Linked DNA regions of Callithrix jacchus: region 1 is linked to region 2. Evidence: chromatin contacts called from public Hi-C data. All regions are on one chromosome and are shown on one strand. Each heading gives the region's core, a stretch centred on a gene start, on an enhancer-like site or on the middle of the called end of the contact. The rest is flanking DNA. Distances are from core to core; before and after follow the strand shown.

Evidence for each region. Hi-C and Micro-C count contacts between places; a contact is called where the count stands out from the background.
Region 1: a Hi-C map of skeletal muscle shows a contact between it and region 2, with 2.7 times the contacts expected there. The contact joins two enhancer-like sites. A contact is called at or near these places in 2 of 3 Hi-C or Micro-C datasets (induced pluripotent stem cells and skeletal muscle).

What each region holds. Positions count from the first base shown.
Region 1 is chr6:159,053,811-159,058,076 of calJac240_pri, forward strand. The region is part of intron 7 of LRRFIP1 (LRR binding FLII interacting protein 1); the gene reads left to right. Among named protein-coding and RNA genes, the nearest start is that of RBM44, 52 kb to the right of the region's middle. Within about 2 kb of position 3,016, at least 6 of the 16 cell types and tissues checked have an H3K27ac peak or open chromatin away from gene starts, as enhancers often do. A contact at or near this core is called in skeletal muscle, where this site is marked.
Region 2 is chr6:159,004,397-159,008,570 of calJac240_pri, forward strand. The region is part of intron 1 of LRRFIP1 (LRR binding FLII interacting protein 1); the gene reads left to right. Among named protein-coding and RNA genes, the nearest start is that of LRRFIP1, 77 kb to the left of the region's middle. Within about 2 kb of position 2,860, at least 5 of the 16 cell types and tissues checked have an H3K27ac peak or open chromatin away from gene starts, as enhancers often do. A contact at or near this core is called in skeletal muscle, where this site is marked.

The DNA.
Region 1 (4,266 bases), core at 1,766-4,265, 50 kb after region 2:
TCCCACCCTCAGGAGCCAGCAGGAAACCCTGGGGAGAAGAAGCAAAGATGGGCGAGGCTTCTCTGCCTCTACTCATATCAAAATTTCCAGCCTGAGCTGGGCATGGTGACTCACACCTGTCATCCCAGCTACTCAAGAGGCTGAGGCAGGAGAGTCACTTGCATCCGGGAGGCAGAGGTTGCAGCGCGCTGAGATCGCACCACTACACTCCAGCCTGGATGACAAGACTCTGACTCAAAAAGAAGGAAAAGAAAAGGCAAATATAAGTATCTACCATTGACAGAGAATGTTGTAGCTTTACGTTCAGTGAATCTCAGACACCCGTCATACCCTCTGCCTTGTGTGATTCTAGTGAGACACAGCAACTGGATTTTGTTAAATACCGTCTTTATTCAAGCCTATGATGAAGTCACAGCGCTCCACACAGCCCCTTAGAGATCGAAATGATACACATTTCTTCGTCATATGAAATTGAAGAGATTGAAATAATACAGATTTCTTCGTCAATTTACTCGCAGGTTTAGTAGATGATCATGAACAGAAAGATGTGGGGTCCGCCTTCCTGGGCATCCTGGGGCCTGATGGGGGGCGGGTGACCTCCTCGTGTCTGCTCTTCCTTCCCTGAATCCATTGCTCAGCTAACAAAGGTCAGTTGCTCGTGGGGCGGTTGGCACGCTTAGGGAATGAAGGTCAGAATGCCACAGTGAGGGCCGGGGCTGTCCTCCTTCTCATCCTGGATGCCTCATGGTGGCTGGGGACCCCACATCTGATGAAACCTCCTATATGTGGTTCTTAGAATGCAGAGAGGTCTCTGCAGAGTACAGGGCAGTTCCCTAGGGGATGTGGTTACAGTATTCCTTGATTGATCACGTTAAGGATAGAAGGACGGCGAGCACAGGCAGCATCCCTAGTATCTGAAGGGCCTGGGAGACAGAAGTAAGCTGGCTTCTTTCCATAATTTCCAAAACTCACGGTCCTCTTACACTCAATCGACTCCATTTCTGTTTTCCTTCTTGGGACACTTACACCATTGCTGTGTATTTTGGACCTCCTGGTACAACAGAAAGTATTGGTGGATGTGTTTGGCTTTGTTGATGGGAAGAAGCCAGGAGGGCCTGGATGGGACTCCCCGATCCTTCCTCCTGGGAGGGAGGAGCAGTAGGTCTTGGGCAGGGCCTAGGGTGAGCATGGGGGCAAAGGCAAATGACCCTCCAATCTGGCCTTCCTCAGGGTCACATGGAGCAGGAAGTGCTTTAAGGCAAGGTGTTTCAGAACCCAGGTTCAAATGTCACAGCTCTCCTTCCTGGTTTGGGACATCTAGCTGGCACATAAGCTTCCTGTGCTTCCCCTGGAAAGAGGGATCACGACACCCTTAAATAGCAAAAACAGGTCAGGCGCAGCAGCTCATGCCTCTAACCCTGGCACTTTGGGAGGCCGAGGAGGGTGGATCATGAGGAGTTTGAGACCAGCCTGACCTCAGTAGTGAAACCCTGTCTCTACTAAAAATACAAAAATTAGCCAGGTATGGTGGTGCACACCTGTAATCCCAGTTACTTAGGAGGCTGAGGCAGGAGACTTGAACCTGCGAGGTGGAGCTCGCAGTGAACCAAGATCACACCATTGTACTACTCCAGCCTGGACAACACAGTGAGACTGTCTCAAAAAAAAAAAAAAAGCAGTAATAACCAAACACAAAGGGGCATGGAAACTTGTTTCTCCGTGGCTGGGGTTAGCCAGGGACGGGTTACAGTTGTTCCAGCGAGCAGCTCATGGAAAATGCTCCCAGGACATCATCAGGAACACGTATCCAGGGCCAGTTTGAGTGAGGACAGGGGACAAGGAAAATGTGAAGTCAGGCAGGGGCAGCCCTGCAGTCTCTACAGGAAGTCCCACCCTGCGTTTGGGGGATGCAGGTGTACAGGTGAACTTGTCACACTTGTCAGAGGGGAGGGAGGGCTGGTGCCCCCTTTGGGGTGGCAGGAGGGCAGTGGCATTCAAGGGCAGTAGTAACCAGAATGAAGGAAGTGACCACTTGTCCCACTTCAAGAAAATAAACTGCTTCAGTGTCCAGAGACCACCACCAGGGTCAAGACCTAAAGTTTTTTCTACTCCCTTGGTCCTCCCAGGGTCCTTCGGAAAGCAGAGAGGATATCGGCCCCATCTCAGAGGGACACAGAATATGTTCACCTCATTCTCATCTTCTCCCATGCTGTGGATGAGCTGTGTTTTCTTCCCCTCCAGCATGGCCAGGATCTTCTCCTTGAGGACATTATGTTCATTCAGTGTTTAATGAGCGCCTAGAATGTTCCAGAAACAGGGCCCTTGTATGAGCAGACAGAGACCTGCCCCAGCCCTCATGGGACACACAGACAGGGGCAGACAGATGCTCATCGGGTGATCACACGTGGTGTGAAGCCCAGCAGCGTGGGTGTGTGGGGAGGTAAAGGTGCCTGGAGAGCTGGAATCCGGAGGGTTCATGGCCCAGACTTGGGCCACCCCAAGCAGAGCGACTGCCTGGTGAAGCTGACAGGTCCAGGTCATCCAGGCCCTGGAATCCCACTGGGAACCTGGCAAAGCCACCACATTTCTGAAACATCCAACAGGATTATCCCAAGGAGAAAGCAGGTCCGTATCTTACCTTGCGTATTCAGAGAAAACAGGAGCGATGGACTCAGATCTCTGCCCGTTTGAACTAGAAAAACAACACTGTTTTGACTCATGGCATTTGTTGCACAAAGAGGCAGGGGCAGGGACCAGGTGGAAAAACAGGTCTTGAATTATAAACACCAGAGTTCAAAGATAAGTCATTCAGGCTAAAGTAAATATTATTGGATTTAAAACCAAAAACTGTCACTCTAATGGTAGATTCTGCTATCATTGAAATCTGAAGGAAAATGACCCTTAAAATGGGAGTTTTCTGAGCAGTGTTTGCTGTTAGCTTGTGTCTGGAGAGGGACCTTGCGAGGATGTGGCTTCAGTGATCCCGTTTTCCACCCGGGTCTGGTGTTGCCTGGCTGGGCATTGGGGACAGCTTCCTTTTTGTACCTGGGCCCTTGAATAGGGTGCCTCTGGGTCCGTGAACAGGTCCTCTGTCTCTAGGAAACATGGAAAACCTAGCGCTTAAGCCTCGCCAGGCATCGTGTGTACATGAACCTAAGTAGTAAACTCCTTTAGACACAATATCAGAAGGTTGGATTAATAAACTATTTAATGTACTCCTTGAAACATTTGCTTTTGAAAGGAAAACTGACATAAACTAATTCCACAGACAAATTTTAAAAGTGACTATTTCCAGATTTTCAACGGTGTCTTTGTATATACTCAGCTGTGGCTAGAAAATACGACACAAATACTGTATAAACCTGTTCGTGTGAAGTTTCACTCTGGCCTGAAATGTTTAGTATCGCTCAAAATACGAGAGTCATGACGCTGACAGGCTGCTCTGTCTGCAGCGTTCGGTGCTCGGCCGTCCCGGGCTGGGGTGGGCGGGCAGAGCAACCTGCACCACCTGCGGCTACTGTGCCCTCTGACCCCACTCTGCACCAGGCACACCTCCTCCAGGCCTCCACACCAGGCCGTGCAGTGGCCATGACAGTGTTTAAAATCCTGGCATGGGTTCCATTTCTTCGTCATTTTAGAGAGGAAGTGTGTGCTTTATGTTGAGATGAAACACACCATCTGATTCCTTACCCGGCTCTGCGAGGGCTTAGGAAAGGGGGCTTGGTTAAGGTGGGCTCCACTGCCCGTGCCCTCTGTCCGGGCCTGGCCCCTGCGGCAGCGACACACCGCCATCTGGTGGACGCCAGTGGGGCTGCGTGGCTCTCCACCGGGCTGCGCTGCCTTCCTGTGTTTCAGGAAATCTTGCTGGCAAATCCCTTTTCATTCCGACAACACACAAAATGAAATTTATTATGTAAAATAGAGAAAGGTTGCACGTACATTTGCCATCAGCTTTCATCAAGGGCTTAATTTTTATTTTTTTTCTGCCTGGTCTCTACTTTAAAATATGCCCAGATTTTCTTTTGAGTCTGTTACGTTCTTCAGAGCACAGACTTTTTTAAAAAAAAAATGATAGAAACAGCAAACTATGGTTTTTGGGAGTTTTTTCCCCTTATTTGACATTTTACAAATTATAAAAGCAATAGACGTAAAACCATGCAGGATAAAGATGTGGTAAAGCCCTGTCCCTCCAAAATTAAGGTTTATGGGCCCAGTGTGTATTCTTTCTCAGCTGTCTTGCAAGAAATATCAAAAAGAAAAAAAGAC
Region 2 (4,174 bases), core at 1,610-4,109:
GTAGTCATGTGATCAGCCCTGGTCCACTGTCCCTCACCCCCAGTTCAAGAACCCCATAAGCTCTGAAGACTGGAAGATTGGTGTTTTGTTTTGGTTTGGTTTCGTTTTATAAGTTTGTGGCAGAATTTTGGCAGTGAGGCTTGCCCTGCCCAGTGGGGAGGGGGGGCTGTTTTTGGTCTTCTTTATTCCTCTCAGTGTGAATTTTCATGCGTTTCTCTGCAGTCTTGTTGATGTCTTTGATTAGGGGCTGCTACTATGGGTTGTACCAGAATATATGGTGTACGCGTCTTACTACGTTTCTGACGTCTAGAAATACTGAATTCTAAAGCATGGCCCCAAGCGTTTATAGTAAGAAATCGTGAACCTGTAGGAGCTTTTCTTGGCAAATGGTCACAGAAACTTTATCAGAGTGGGACATGGTGAACAAAACCAAAATTTAGTTCCTGTTAAGAAGTTAATGGTTAGGTGGGGAAGGAAGCGTGCTAAGTGATGATAGGAATTGGGGTTCACCATGGGTGGGGGTATATTGGAAGGGGTGTCACCCAGTGGCTCCCTTGGGCCATGGGCTGGGCATACCCTCAGGATAGTGGTAGTGGATGTTTCACACTGGTTTGTGCCAGTTCGTGTTCTGCATTGTGTCTGTGGGTTCAGAGATGGGTCTCCTGTGGAGAGGAGGGACTGGGGGCCGCATCCATTCAGAGGAGAGCTGGGTTGGTCGGAGGAAGTAGATTTGGTGAATTCCACCTCAATTAGAAGACAAAAGCAGGATCTGAGTGGGAGCTTGGGCTTCAGCAAGTGGGCGCTGGCCCTGGAGCCATAGGAGAGGCTCCAATGGGGACAGTGGAGAAACGGCATTTCCTCAGCTTTTGTAACTTCCCCGTGTTTGCGATGACTTGTGTCACCCCCTCTCTTTCCACATACCGATTAGCACTCAGCCTTTCTAAACCACCAGCACTGGGAGAAGGCTGTTAGAGGAGAGCATGCACACACATCCTCCCAAGCCCCATCTCATTGTAGGTAACTGGCCCAGGGTCCCCAGGTCTGGGAGAGTGGGAGTCTTGACCAATGTGGGGATGAAGTTGGCACAAGGTGGGCCGGCTCTGCCCTAGCTCAGTCTGAGATGGTAGAACCTGGAATCATATGGTGTGTTTTAGGCATGTCATTTCCCCGGGCAGGTAAGATAGAAATATAGTAAGGTAGGTCTTTTCTAATAGTATTGAGAGTGTCCTACTGGGGCAGAGATGGAGATTAAATTTCCCTTTTCCTTTCAGAGTCAGTTTCTGTTCACTCTGAACTAATATCATACAGCGGAAGCCTCCTTAGCAACTTTCAAAAAACCCTGCAGTCTCAACTGCCACTTACGCTGAGCACAGGAAATCAAGTTATTTATAGTTGCAAAATGTGTTTCAGCGAAGTTGATTGGAGCGTTACCTGATTAGAGTGAGATTCTTATCCAATCCCTACAGAATTGTGAGGCTAAATGTTGGCGCAGTGTGTTTGCTCCTCAAAAGGCAATGGCCAAGAGGAATTTCTTATCCCCGAAAAAATCAGGCGTGTGACTCAGCAAAGGAATTGTTTATGACTGGTTACTCATATGCCAGTGCTTCCAAAATATCTGCTCATATTTAAAGGAGTAATCTTGAAGCCCCAGAGGCGATAATGTTTAGATTACCAGCGTGTTCTCCAGTCAGTGAGTCTGTTACATCTCACTACATGTTAGACGTGGAACAGGAGAAGAGGATTTTTATTACCTTACTGTTTTTACCAGAGGCTGCCCAAATTTGAGTTTTGTTGTTTTGTTTTGTTTTTTAATAAAGAAGCTTATTTTCATGGAATGGACTTACTAGAACTTTCATTATTCAGACTACCTAGATAAAATTAAGTAAATTCATTTCTTTCTCCCAAATTAAATATTTTGACTACATGCAAGATTTAATCATTCAGAGTTGCCATGTATTTGATTATAGACCAGTAGAATAATCCCCCTGCCCCCGGCCAGATTCCAAAACAATCAACTAAAACACACACACACCCAGCAACACAAATGATATGTATTGTGAGACTCACTCCTTCATTTTGGAAAGGGCCGGTGCTCAGTGCTTCCAGTGGTTTCTCCCTGGTATTGTAACTTTACAACTTTAAAATTAGGTAAGTAGTTTCCCCTTGAATCTAAAGTACAACTACTTTGTAGTAGAGAGGTAATTTATCTGAAATCACATAACAAAGATTTAATTTTAACCAAGATGTTTCATTTATGTGTTTGTATGATGAAGAAGATCACCACTGTGAGCCTTCAGTCTTTCTCATTGTCTGTGGGAAGTGGGTGTATGATTTTTCTAGGGAAAGGAGTGGGCTCTCTGTGTGGGTTGGGAACCTCTGCTCGCCTCCTCTGATGTTTCCCCCGGGGCACTTTTTCCTGCTGCTCTGCTAGGTGGGTGCCTTAGCATGCTTGTCTTCTCATTGTGCTTCTAAACGCCTCTGAACTGCATTTATACTCAGGTCAGTAACTGTCAAAGAAGAACTAAGTAGTAAAAGTAGCTAACATTTACCAAAGCCCTGCTGAGTCTACCTGGTGTCTTATATGAAGGTCTTCCCTAACCCTTGCGGTAACCTCATGGGGAGCACTTTTCTCTCCATTTTTCAGATAAAGAGGAAACTGAGGCTCAGAAAGTTCAGGGACTTTCCAAGCCCTCACAGCTGGTCAGGAGCAGAGCCAGTTCAGATCCGGGCCTGCTGACTCGGAACCGGTACTGATAATTCTCACCACTGCGCAGTGCTGCAGGCAGGGGCTGGCAGGTAGTAAATGTCAAGACAGCTGTGGCTGCTGCTTTGGTCACTGCTGCCTGCTTTTCTCTGCAGCCCTGCCGTCCCATACCCCAGTATTGAGGCTGAAGGGTGTATCTTTACTAAAGCTGCCTCTTAGAGCGAAGTCCTTGTCCTGAATACATACTGAGAAGCCTTCACTCTATCACACTCTTCTGTTCTCTGCCTGGTCATTTCCAGGCAGAATAGAGCAGTCAGTCCGTGAACTTTCTCTTCTTTTTTTTTTTGAGACAGAGTCTTACTCTGTCACCCAGACTGGAGCACATTGGTGTGATCTCGGCTCACTGAAACCTCCATCTCCCAGGTTCAAATGATTCTCCTGCCTCAGCCTCCTGAGTAGCTGGGACTATAGGCTTGTGCCACCACACCCAGCTAATTTTTGTATTTCTAGTAGAGACAGGGTTTCACCATGTTGTCCAGGCGGGTCTCAAACTCCTGACCTCAAGTGATCCACCTGCCTCGGCCTCCCAAAGTGCTGGATTACAGGTGTGAGCCACTGCGCCCGGCCCAATGAACTATTTTTCAACATATGGAAAATAATGGTAGAAATGAAACAGCTGTGGGACTTGTTTGGCTATTTTTGTACTACGCTAAAATGTTCACTGCTGCCTATGTCGCCACACACCTGAGAGCAGCTGTGGTTTAAGTGGTTTTGGTTTTTGTTCTCCCCCTGGGTACGATAGAGCTCTTCCCCCGCCTCATGCAAGTACACAAGTTCATGGAGGATAAACATGACAGCTGCCGTTTCTTTTATAGCTGGTTCCAGGGAATATCCGCTGAATACAGGAAAGATTGTCAGTCTCCGTGTGCTGCCAGACGTGGGAAATCCCTGGTACTGGTAGAGCTTTCAGCCTTAGTCTCAGACGAAACCATTTCAGTGGTTTTGTGAAACCTTCAAGGTCTGGGGTTTGTAGGACAACCTTGAGCAGAGCAGGTAAAGGTGAAGGGAGTGGAGCCCAGATGTGCTGCCTGGAAGGAAACCTGTCACCTGGAGAGGACACGGCAGAGGGGACACCCAGCCGCCCTCACCACTCAGTCCCGCACGTCCATGTTAGTGGTAGTCATCCTCTTGTATTTCCAGCATGTTGAGGCTATTGAAGGAAATATGAAGATTCATGCATCTCAGGAAAAGCAAAAAAATGTATTAACGGCAAGAGTAGCAGTTCGCTTGTCTGGAAGATACTGTGGAGCATATAGAGCATATTTATTCCTCAGCACCAGTGTGGGTGGCAGCTAAGCCCAAGATCGTTGTGAGGTTTGAATAGGTCGATGTGTGAGTCCTCGATAAAGTAACATCAATCATTTTGTCCCTGTGAATATGTTTTGCCATTTTAGTATGCGAAGTACTTTA